Regions from separate parts of the Pan troglodytes genome. Here region 2 is linked to region 1. The links are chromatin contacts, called in public HiChIP or PLAC-seq maps. All regions are on one chromosome and are shown on one strand. Each heading gives the region's core, a stretch centred on a gene start, on an enhancer-like site or on the middle of the called end of the contact. The rest is flanking DNA. Distances are from core to core; before and after follow the strand shown.

What was found. HiChIP or PLAC-seq counts read pairs in DNA pulled down with a chosen protein or histone mark.
Region 2: an H3K4me3 HiChIP or PLAC-seq map of stem cell-derived excitatory neurons shows a contact between it and region 1, with 2.2 times the contacts expected there. The contact joins the promoter of LSM6 here to the promoter of MMAA in region 1. A contact is called at or near these places in 1 of 7 Hi-C or Micro-C datasets (stem cell-derived neural progenitor cells) and 1 of 1 datasets of contacts at active chromatin or transcription factors (stem cell-derived excitatory neurons).

The regions. Positions count from the first base shown.
Region 1 is chr3:147,408,011-147,412,670 of NHGRI_mPanTro3-v2.0_pri, reverse strand. It overlaps MMAA (metabolism of cobalamin associated A), which reads right to left and starts at 2,588. Exons shown (of 7, transcript XM_526697.9): 1 at 2,190-2,588.
Region 2 is chr3:147,960,272-147,964,640 of NHGRI_mPanTro3-v2.0_pri, reverse strand. LSM6 (LSM6 homolog, U6 small nuclear RNA and mRNA degradation associated) reads right to left here and starts at 1,556. Exons shown (of 4, transcript XM_003310475.4): 1 at 1,432-1,556.

The DNA of each region.
Region 1 (4,660 bases), core at 1,339-3,838:
CGCCCAACCACAGAAGGCTTTATTTTCTCTTTTTCAAATAATTTCAGGAAATTTTGGTAGAGCAGGATGACTTCTTAAATAAGCAACTTTTAAATAGGTTTTAAATAGGTCATCATGAGTTAAGAGTAATAAAGAACAAATACCAAATTCATGAAGGGATTCTCTAAAGTTCTCTGTCCACTTTACTTTTTATCACTTTTCCAGTAAGATTCAGATTTCCCAATTCCTACTTTTAGGCTTAAATGTGCTTGAGAAGTCTCTATTTTTCTAAATTCCATCATCATTAAATGTTTTGATTCCCACTGCTACCACCCTATTTCAAATCTAGACTTGAACTAGGAAGCTCTGAGACCAACTATGGAACCTGGGTAATTTCTCATATTCTCAAAGTTCCTTCACTTACAAAATGAAAACATTAAGATCTACGTATCAGGATCATGGTGAGTATAAATGAGTATGCATGAGAGAGCCTGGCACAGGGCCTGGCATCAAGCAGGTGCTAATCACCTCTAAGAAACTTTCCTCTTTTCTCTCTCCCTCCTCAGTCCTCCTTTCAGACTTCACAGCAAGACTCATTCTGAAAGGTGAATGTGATCTCCTTAGCCTCCTACTCAAATTCCTCCAAAAGTTCACCGTACCCTAGGACAGTGGTTCTCAAAGTGTAGTCCCCAGGCCAGCAGCACCTCTTGCGCTTGCCTTTCCAAAATTCCTCTAAGGAGAGTTTACTATCTTCCAAACCTGCCACTCTCCCAACCCCAAGATTTAACTCATCTTTTACATCCTTCCCCATCTATGATATCTCTCCTATACTACCCAGCTTAAAATCTTTCCTGACCATCCCAGTCTCTAGGACTTTTTCTGATCTCTAATTCCAATTATTTCTGAATACAAAGAGTCTTCATCTTACAATCGGGTCTGTGTCTGGATAAACCCACTGTAAAGTCAAAAAATCTTTAACTGAACCATTGTGTAAGTGTAGGACTGTACTAAGGTGAAAATCTGCAGAGGTCACAAACTAGTTGCACCTGGCCCACCCACAGAAGGTGTGTGTTAACTAAATTGGTTGCAAGTAACATTAAAAATCAAGAAAAAATACGTAAAAATACAGATCTTTGGCCTGTGTTGGAGAAAATCGGACCTGCGTTTGAGAGACCCCCATTCCCACATGGCAACAATCAGCTAAATGGTAAATGTTTCGAGCATTCACCAGCTCTTTCCATTCTAAATAAAGGTTTTCTTTTGACATCTTCAAATATCTCAAATGGTGATTTACATTTCTTATGGATATGTAAATTTTCATGCTAGTTTTGTCTCTCCTAATAGAATACAGCCCTTAAAAAACCTGTCCTTGTCTTTGACTTTTTAAAAACCTCTTGTTACCCTGAACACAAACCGGTATTTAGTGCAAAATTATTGTAAAAGAATATTCTGAACATTGTAGACAACAGCAAAATGCTGAATAATCCACACAGTTTTTCTGGAAACTTTTGGCTTTCTACCAAGTTGGAAAAGTTTTATTAGTTTATGTTTTCTAAACATATGGATTAGGGTACAACTCTTAAGACAGATAATACAAAATTTTTATATTATTTTGGTTTAGGTCGTCTTTCATTTTCTAATGAGAAATACATATGAAGACAGCATGCCCTCTGCTGAAAGAGATTTAGGCCCTGCCCGGCACGCCATGTGACGGAACCTAGATACTGTTTGTAACTTTTAGTTTGAATCCAACTTTTATATCCTGGATTTTATTTCCCGGAAAAGAGTTTCAATTTCACTCTTTGGTAGGAGTCATAGTGGCTTTCTCTGACGCGGCCTCAGGTTAACCATTTACCGGGTTTGGCAGCGACAAGGGAAGAGCCACCTTAACAAAGCTGCCTTGCTGTGGCTCAGAGATAACCTGAGAAACCTAACCAAGATGAGAATTTTAAAACACTGTTTACGTACAGGGCCTTTTTTTGTTAAACCTTCCATTTGAACCCATTTGCCGACTCCTGCCTGTCCACACATATCCGCACCCCTAACATCAATATTAGGAGAATATTCGATAATACTCTCCTTTTCCTTCCCCCACCCCAAATCCTCCAGGGGGCGCCCCGGAGGACCGCGCTGGCCCCCCGGCGGGAGGGCGGCCGTAGGCGGGAGCCCAGTCCCGACTCCTGGACGCCGCGCGCACTCCCCATACTCACCCGCCCGAAGCCACGGAAGTGCCACCTGACCCCGCCCCTTCCGCCGGATCCTCCCACGCAGGCGCAGCGCCGACTGCAGGCGCGTGGGGCCCGGGGATCGCCTGGGGCCGGGTGGCGGTGCGGGGCATGGCCAGGGTCCCCGTGGACGTGGCCGCGCAGTTCCGGCGTGTGGCGGAGAGCGAGTGAGCGTGAAGGTCTCCCGGCCTGCAGCAGGCTGCGGAAGCTCTGCGCCGGGAAGTTCTCTGGCGGGGGAGGGGAGGGCGGTTTACGTCCTTTGGGGTAGGTTTTGCCCTTTTTAAGATCCACATGAAATCTTTCGCCTCCGAAGTTCGAGGGTAACTTTCGTTCCCTCCTGGCCTTCGCGACACCCTCGAGTCGGACGGAGGCCGAGTCGTGCCCTCACCCCCAGCAGCCTGCGGCGGCCGGGACCCCCGGAGGCCCTTCTTCCGCTCCTTGGAAACTTAAAATGTGGGGTGAGGGAGAGACGCGTTACGTTTGACAGACCGGTGAAATTAAAGACACTCAAGCTTCTCAGAGTGATTTGAAGAAATGCTCAGCGTTCTGCCGAAATATAGTTTTAAGTTTTTAAACCACGGCATGGTTTTTAAAGGCTGAAGGACCCACAGTTTTTTTCTCTTAAAGGGCACCCATTCATTTTGATTAATATTTCTTAACATGCAGCCAAAGCCAGGACTCGGGCTCACTGCTGCAGGGGTGTCCTCGGGAAGTCCCGAGGGGGGAAAGGCGCACAAGCCTGAAATGGAGATGAAAATAAACAGGCATAATATTTGCTACCTCACTGCGTGGGCGGAGTAGTAACTAATTCTTAAAAAACGTCTTAGATAACGTGTAAGTAGTAAAGCCGTTGTATGCTAATCTAGAATTTTTGAGAAAAAATCACCCAAATGTTTGCTATAATGTGATAAAGATAGCATCCATCGGCAGTAGCCAGGATGAAATGACGAGTAGATATGGTTATAAATGGGGCCCATGCAGTATAATTAGTATATGAAACCAAGATGTCAGTCCTCACACAGAATTTGTGTAATGATATGCATTTGGGAGGCTTCAGGCCTTTTCAGCTATTTGATACAGGTTGATTCTTACTGAATACAGAATAATAAAAAATGAATTACTGGTCTCACCATTTTCATTATTACTATTTGGACCAAAAGACTACCACTTTTACTCCAAAGATTGTAGACTCAATAGCCAATGACAGAAAATTAAGCACAAGTCTAAATGAAGCCGAGGATCTAGTAGAAAGAACATAGAATCAGACCTTTCAAATCTCAGCCTATTGAACACAAACAGAATGACAGTTCTTGAGACGGTTTACTTCCTTTCTTTAAACTTGGCGTTGCTCATCTGAACAATTGTTTCGGAAAGGGTTACGTTTGATGAAAGCTCAGTTTGTGCTACCTTAGAAGTGAAGAAGTTTGTTAATTTTAAAATTGAGTTAATCCTTACCTGCTTTTCGTTCTACAAACTCAAACACTTTCATGCATGTCACTTTTTTATTCAGAAGTTTTCTAAACAGTACAGCTTAGGGAACACATTTCCATGGAACATTAGTGTTTTGCAAAATGTTAATAGATGCTTCATGGGAAAAAAATTGCTAGCATCACCAATACTGGCGAAAATATGAACCTGTCATTATGAGACTATGGGAAATACACCTTTGTAGAGCTCTTGCCAAAAATGTTTAACCTGAATCTGATTGTGAGGAAACACTCAGATAAATTCTGAATGTGATTTGTTCGGACTTTTCAATAAGGTTAATAAGGAAGACAATAAAAAAAGGCAGGAGGACTGATCTACATTAAAGACAGCTGTCAACTAGATAGCCTTAAGGATTTAAAAAATTTGAACCTGGGCTGGGCGCAGTGGTTCACGTCTGTAATCCCAGCACTTTGGGAGGCCGAGGCGGATGGCTCACCAGGTCAAGAGATCGAAACCATCCTGGCCAACATGGTGAAACCCTATGTCTACTAAAAATACAAAAATGAGCTGGGTGTGGTGGCACGTGCCTGTAGTCCTAGCTACTCCGGAGGCTGAGGCAGGAGAATCGCTTGAACCCGGGAGGCGGAGGTTGCAGTGAGCCGAGATTGCGCGACTGCACTCCAGCCTGGCGACAGAGACTCCAGTCTCAAAAAAACAAAACAACAACAACAACAAAAAAAAAGTTGGTAGTTTCAGGTGAATAGTATATAAATGTACTTTTAACTCATCTATAGATTTGAAAATTTTCAAAATAAATAGTTGAGGACAAATTGTAGCTAGCAATGCTGGAAACCCATTTCTGCATCCCAGCAGGTGGCAGCAAATTAATACTCCATAACGTACAAGAAAATCATTGCAATTTCCTCGTCTTGGTAAATGTTTTGGATGTTGCAGACTGGCTTTTTTTAGGGATAGGAGCCAAAAGAATATTGTTGCCAGATTATGGATGTTTATGTTAATTTATCAAC
Region 2 (4,369 bases), core at 307-2,806, 550 kb before region 1:
CTCACTTGGGAGGCAGGAAACCTGAGTTCTAATCCCAGCTCTGCTACTTAATTAGCTGTGTGACTTGGATAACTCATAATTTCACTTCTCATGGCCCCAGGTTCCTCATCTGCAAAATAAGGGAGTTATGCCAGATGACCACTTAAGTCTCTTCCTGCCCTAACATTCAGGTAGTCTAACGCATTAACGCCAGTGACACACACACACACACACACCACAAACACAAGCCTCTCAAGATTTCTGCACAATATTCAAGCAAGTAAAATTGCCAAACATCTCTAAAACTTTTTTGGAAAACACTGCAGCAATGTGTATGAAGGCCTAAAACAGACCTTTCAGATGACAGCATCTGATCTGATAATTTCACTTCTGAGAATCTAGTCCAAGGAAAGAATCTAAAAAATAGAGGGAAAAGAGTTTATCAAAGCACTATCTGGGATGCTAAGATGATGTAAAAATTCAAAAGCAATCTAATGTCCCACAATCGGGAAATGACTGAATAATTTACGGGACCGACACTGGGACCCACAATGATGGGACAATCAAAAGAAGATACAAAATTAGAATAATATTTAGGAAGAGTTTTTAAATGGAAGTGGGAAACTATACTGTTAAGTGATTAAACATGTACACTCTTAGTTCAAGTAGAAGCTAGCACATACAAGAGAAAATGATCGTAGGTGAAAGGGTTCAGTGAATATTGTTTTCTTCACTAAAGTCTTCTATGTTTGCAATTTTCTATAATAGTCACGTATTACTAAGAGCAGTGGGGCAGGGTAATCCGCATCATCTTAATCCTACACACCTGAAAAATGCCTGCTATGCAGGTGTGCGGACACGCATACGCACAGAAAACCTCGGGCGATAGGACTTAAGACCATACAATCGGGTTCCTCGACCTGACAACTCGGTAAGACAGGCGAGTCCAGCCTTTAATTCCTGTGGTCAGGCGCAGCCACCCCGATGTAGGGGAGGGTTCGCAATTCCCTGAAGCCCTCCTGGAAGACAGGCGAAGCCTAGGCCTGGGTTCGGGATCCGCTTTCCCGCCGAATCTTGGGATAAGCGTCGGGGCTCCCTGGGGAACTTCAACAACCTGAATTGGTCTCGGACGCCAACTCGGTAGGAGCCGGGACGGTGCCGCTCCTCTCCGCGCAGTCTAGGCGCCTCGCTGAGGGCGGTCCCGGCGCCCACCATCAGACCTCTCCCAGCCATTCCATGCGCGGAGAGCTTGGACGCGGCATTTCGCGGGGACCCGCCACCCAGCGGTCCCTTCCCGGAGCCCCAGCCCGTTCACCGCAGGCCCTTTCCGGGGCTGCCTCGCCCGGCCTAGGGCCGCTGCAGCCGCCGCTCCACAGCGCGACTGAACACTGGGGCACCGAACCTGGGGCTGCGCCCGGCCCCGTCGTCGGCCCGCGCAGCGGTGCGGCTCACCTCGCCGGCGGGAACCAGAACCCTCACTCCAAGCGCCCCACGAGCCCGGCCGCCGCGGATGATCCCAGCCAAAACCGAAAGCGCCGAGGCAGGGGCACTTTTCTGCCTCAGCCAATCAGTGCTCTTCTCTGCTACGGCAGCCCGCTGAGGCCGAAAAAGCCTGTCAGCACCAAAGCGCGCAAATCCAAGAATCCTGGTTTGTCTAGTAGCAAAATTGGTGCAGTGGAGTTCCTCTAACAGAAATCTGAGTACAAAACAAATACAATACAAAACAAAAACAAAATTCCAGGAAACTAGAAGTGATCTTTTGGGCAGGATTTATTTACAGAAGTGTAAAAAATAACTTGAAGTCATAGGAAACTGGAATTTACTGTTTAAGTAACGGCATTGTGTACCCAGAAACGTCCTTGAATAGTTTAAAGCAAATAAATAAATAAATGAAACACCTCAAGTCTTTAAATCTACCTCTGGATATTGATTAAATGTGTGAAGACTTAAGCCATTTTAGCAAGAGACTGTTTCCATGGCAATGTTAATTGATACAAAAATAATCAAAATCACTCAAGTAACTCCAAATTATAATGACATTAATTGTGTTACATTACTAGTTCCTATTGGAAATGGTGTGCAGACTTATTTCAGTGCTAGTATGGGAACTTGGTTTGGAATTTTGCATGAATTCTCAATACTCTTTCTATTAATGGAATTGAAGGGGAAAAAGAAGAGAACTGTTACACCAGGACTTGATTCCTTTTTCCCCCTCCACATATACTCTCATCAGTTGAAAACTTATACTTTAATTATATTTATGATTTGTAACACTATACACAGAGTGATAAGATCTTTCAACACAGATCCTTAACCCCATTAGGTGTTATAAAATCTAAGATGCAAAATTTTTTTCGAAGATAAAGAGTTCCTCCCTTGTAAACTTCTTTTGGTTAAAGGCAGAAGAAATGAACTTTTGATTGATATTAGGGACAGAAAACAACTGGATATGATTTGTTAAAGAATAGAGACTTCCTTATATCCTTCTATAAAAGCTCAGTTTGGATAAAAACCGAACAGTTACTGATTTATTGTGAGGGCTGTATTTGAAGTTCTTGCAATATAAAATACAATGTAAATAAAAATTTTAAGAAAAGTACCATTTAAATCAAATAATTACATGCAAAGAACAAACATAATAGGATAAAAAGCCCTGTTCCTAAAAACTTTCTTTGCAAACGACATCAAATTGCACATTCCTTACTGATTGTTTAAATTATTAAAAAAAAAAAAGAAAATTTTTGATTCAAACTTCTTTCCCTTTCCTACAGAGCCCTAATCGAGCCGTTAACACTAGTGTGGTGGGTAGGGAGCCATGAGGAGTTTTAAGGGCCTAGTTCATCTGCCGAGCAGCTGCAACCTTCTCTAAGGCGAGTAGCTGGGTAAGGGCCCAGTTTGACACACGGGGTGGGCATCTTGAATTAATTCATGAGCTAACAAGCTTATAAAAAGTGTGGCTGTTCCCAAAAGCCCCTCAGCAGCTTATAAATGACTTTTACTAACTCACAAGGCAATTTTCCGTATTTCCCAGGTTTTTGCTTTCAGCATCTTTTATGATGCAAAGAAAACACTGCAAGACCTTTGGTGAATACTAGTCTTCAAAACCCTGAATGTAAACATTAATTTATTAAGGAGCCTTAAAGTCATAAAAATATTTTGGCAAGCTTTAGTTTAACTTATGTAGTTTAGTTTCATTTAGTTGTTAGGACTGATGAACCTACACTGACACATCATTATCATCCAAAGGCCAAAGTTTACATTAGGGTTCACTCTTGGTGTTGCACATTCTATAGGTTTTGACGAATGCATAATGAAATGTACCCACAATTACAGTATCATACAGAATAGTTTCACTGCCCTAAAAATTCTCTGTGCTCCACCTATTTATCCCTTCCTCCCCACTGGCAACCGCTGATCTTTTTTCTGTCTCCAAAGTTTTGCCTTTTTCCACAATATCATACATTTGGAATCATACCGTACACAGTTAGTGGTGCATACACTGCACCACCCCACTGTGTAGCCTGTTCAGACTGGCTTCTTTCACTTAGAAATATGCATTTAAGACCCCTCTGCGCCTTTTCATGGCTTGACAACTCATTTCTTTTAAGTTCTGAATAATATTCCATTATTTGGATGTACCACAATTTATTTATCCATTTACCTACAGAAGGACATCTTGGTTGCTTCCAAGTTTGGGAAGTTATGAATAAAGCTGCTATAAATATGTGTATGCAGGTTTTTGTGTAGAAATAAGTTTTCAGCTTATTTGGGCAAATATCAAGGAGTATGACTGCTAGATCATATAGCAAGGGTATGTTTAGTTTTGTAAGAAACTGCCAAACTGTCTTACAATGTGGCTGTACCATTTTGCATTCCCACTAGGTGTGAATGAGAGTTTCCATTGTTCCACATCCTCACGGGCATTTGGTGCTTCCAGTCCTTTGGATTTTGACTAGTCTAATAGCTGCTTAGTGACTATCTCATAGTTGTTTAAAGTTGTAATTCCCTAGTGACATATGATATGGAGGATCTTTCTATATACTTATTTGCCATATGTATATCTTTGGTTGTTCAGGTCTTTGGCCCAATTTTGAATCAGTTTGTTCTTTCTTTTTGTTGAGTTTTAAGAGCGCTTTGTATATTTTGAATAATAGTTCTTTATCAGATATGTGTTTTACAAATATTTTCTCCCAGTTTATGGCTTGTCTTTTCATTCTCTTGAAGCTATTATGCTTAAAATAGACAAATGCAGATATATAAATGCTAAGAGAACTCTTGCCACTTCATTGTTTGTCCCTTCTACAGTTCTATAGTACATATGCCTTTAAATAACTATGTCCTTCAATGTTTCATATTCATAAAAGATGGTCTCATGTCTAGCTTATTAAAC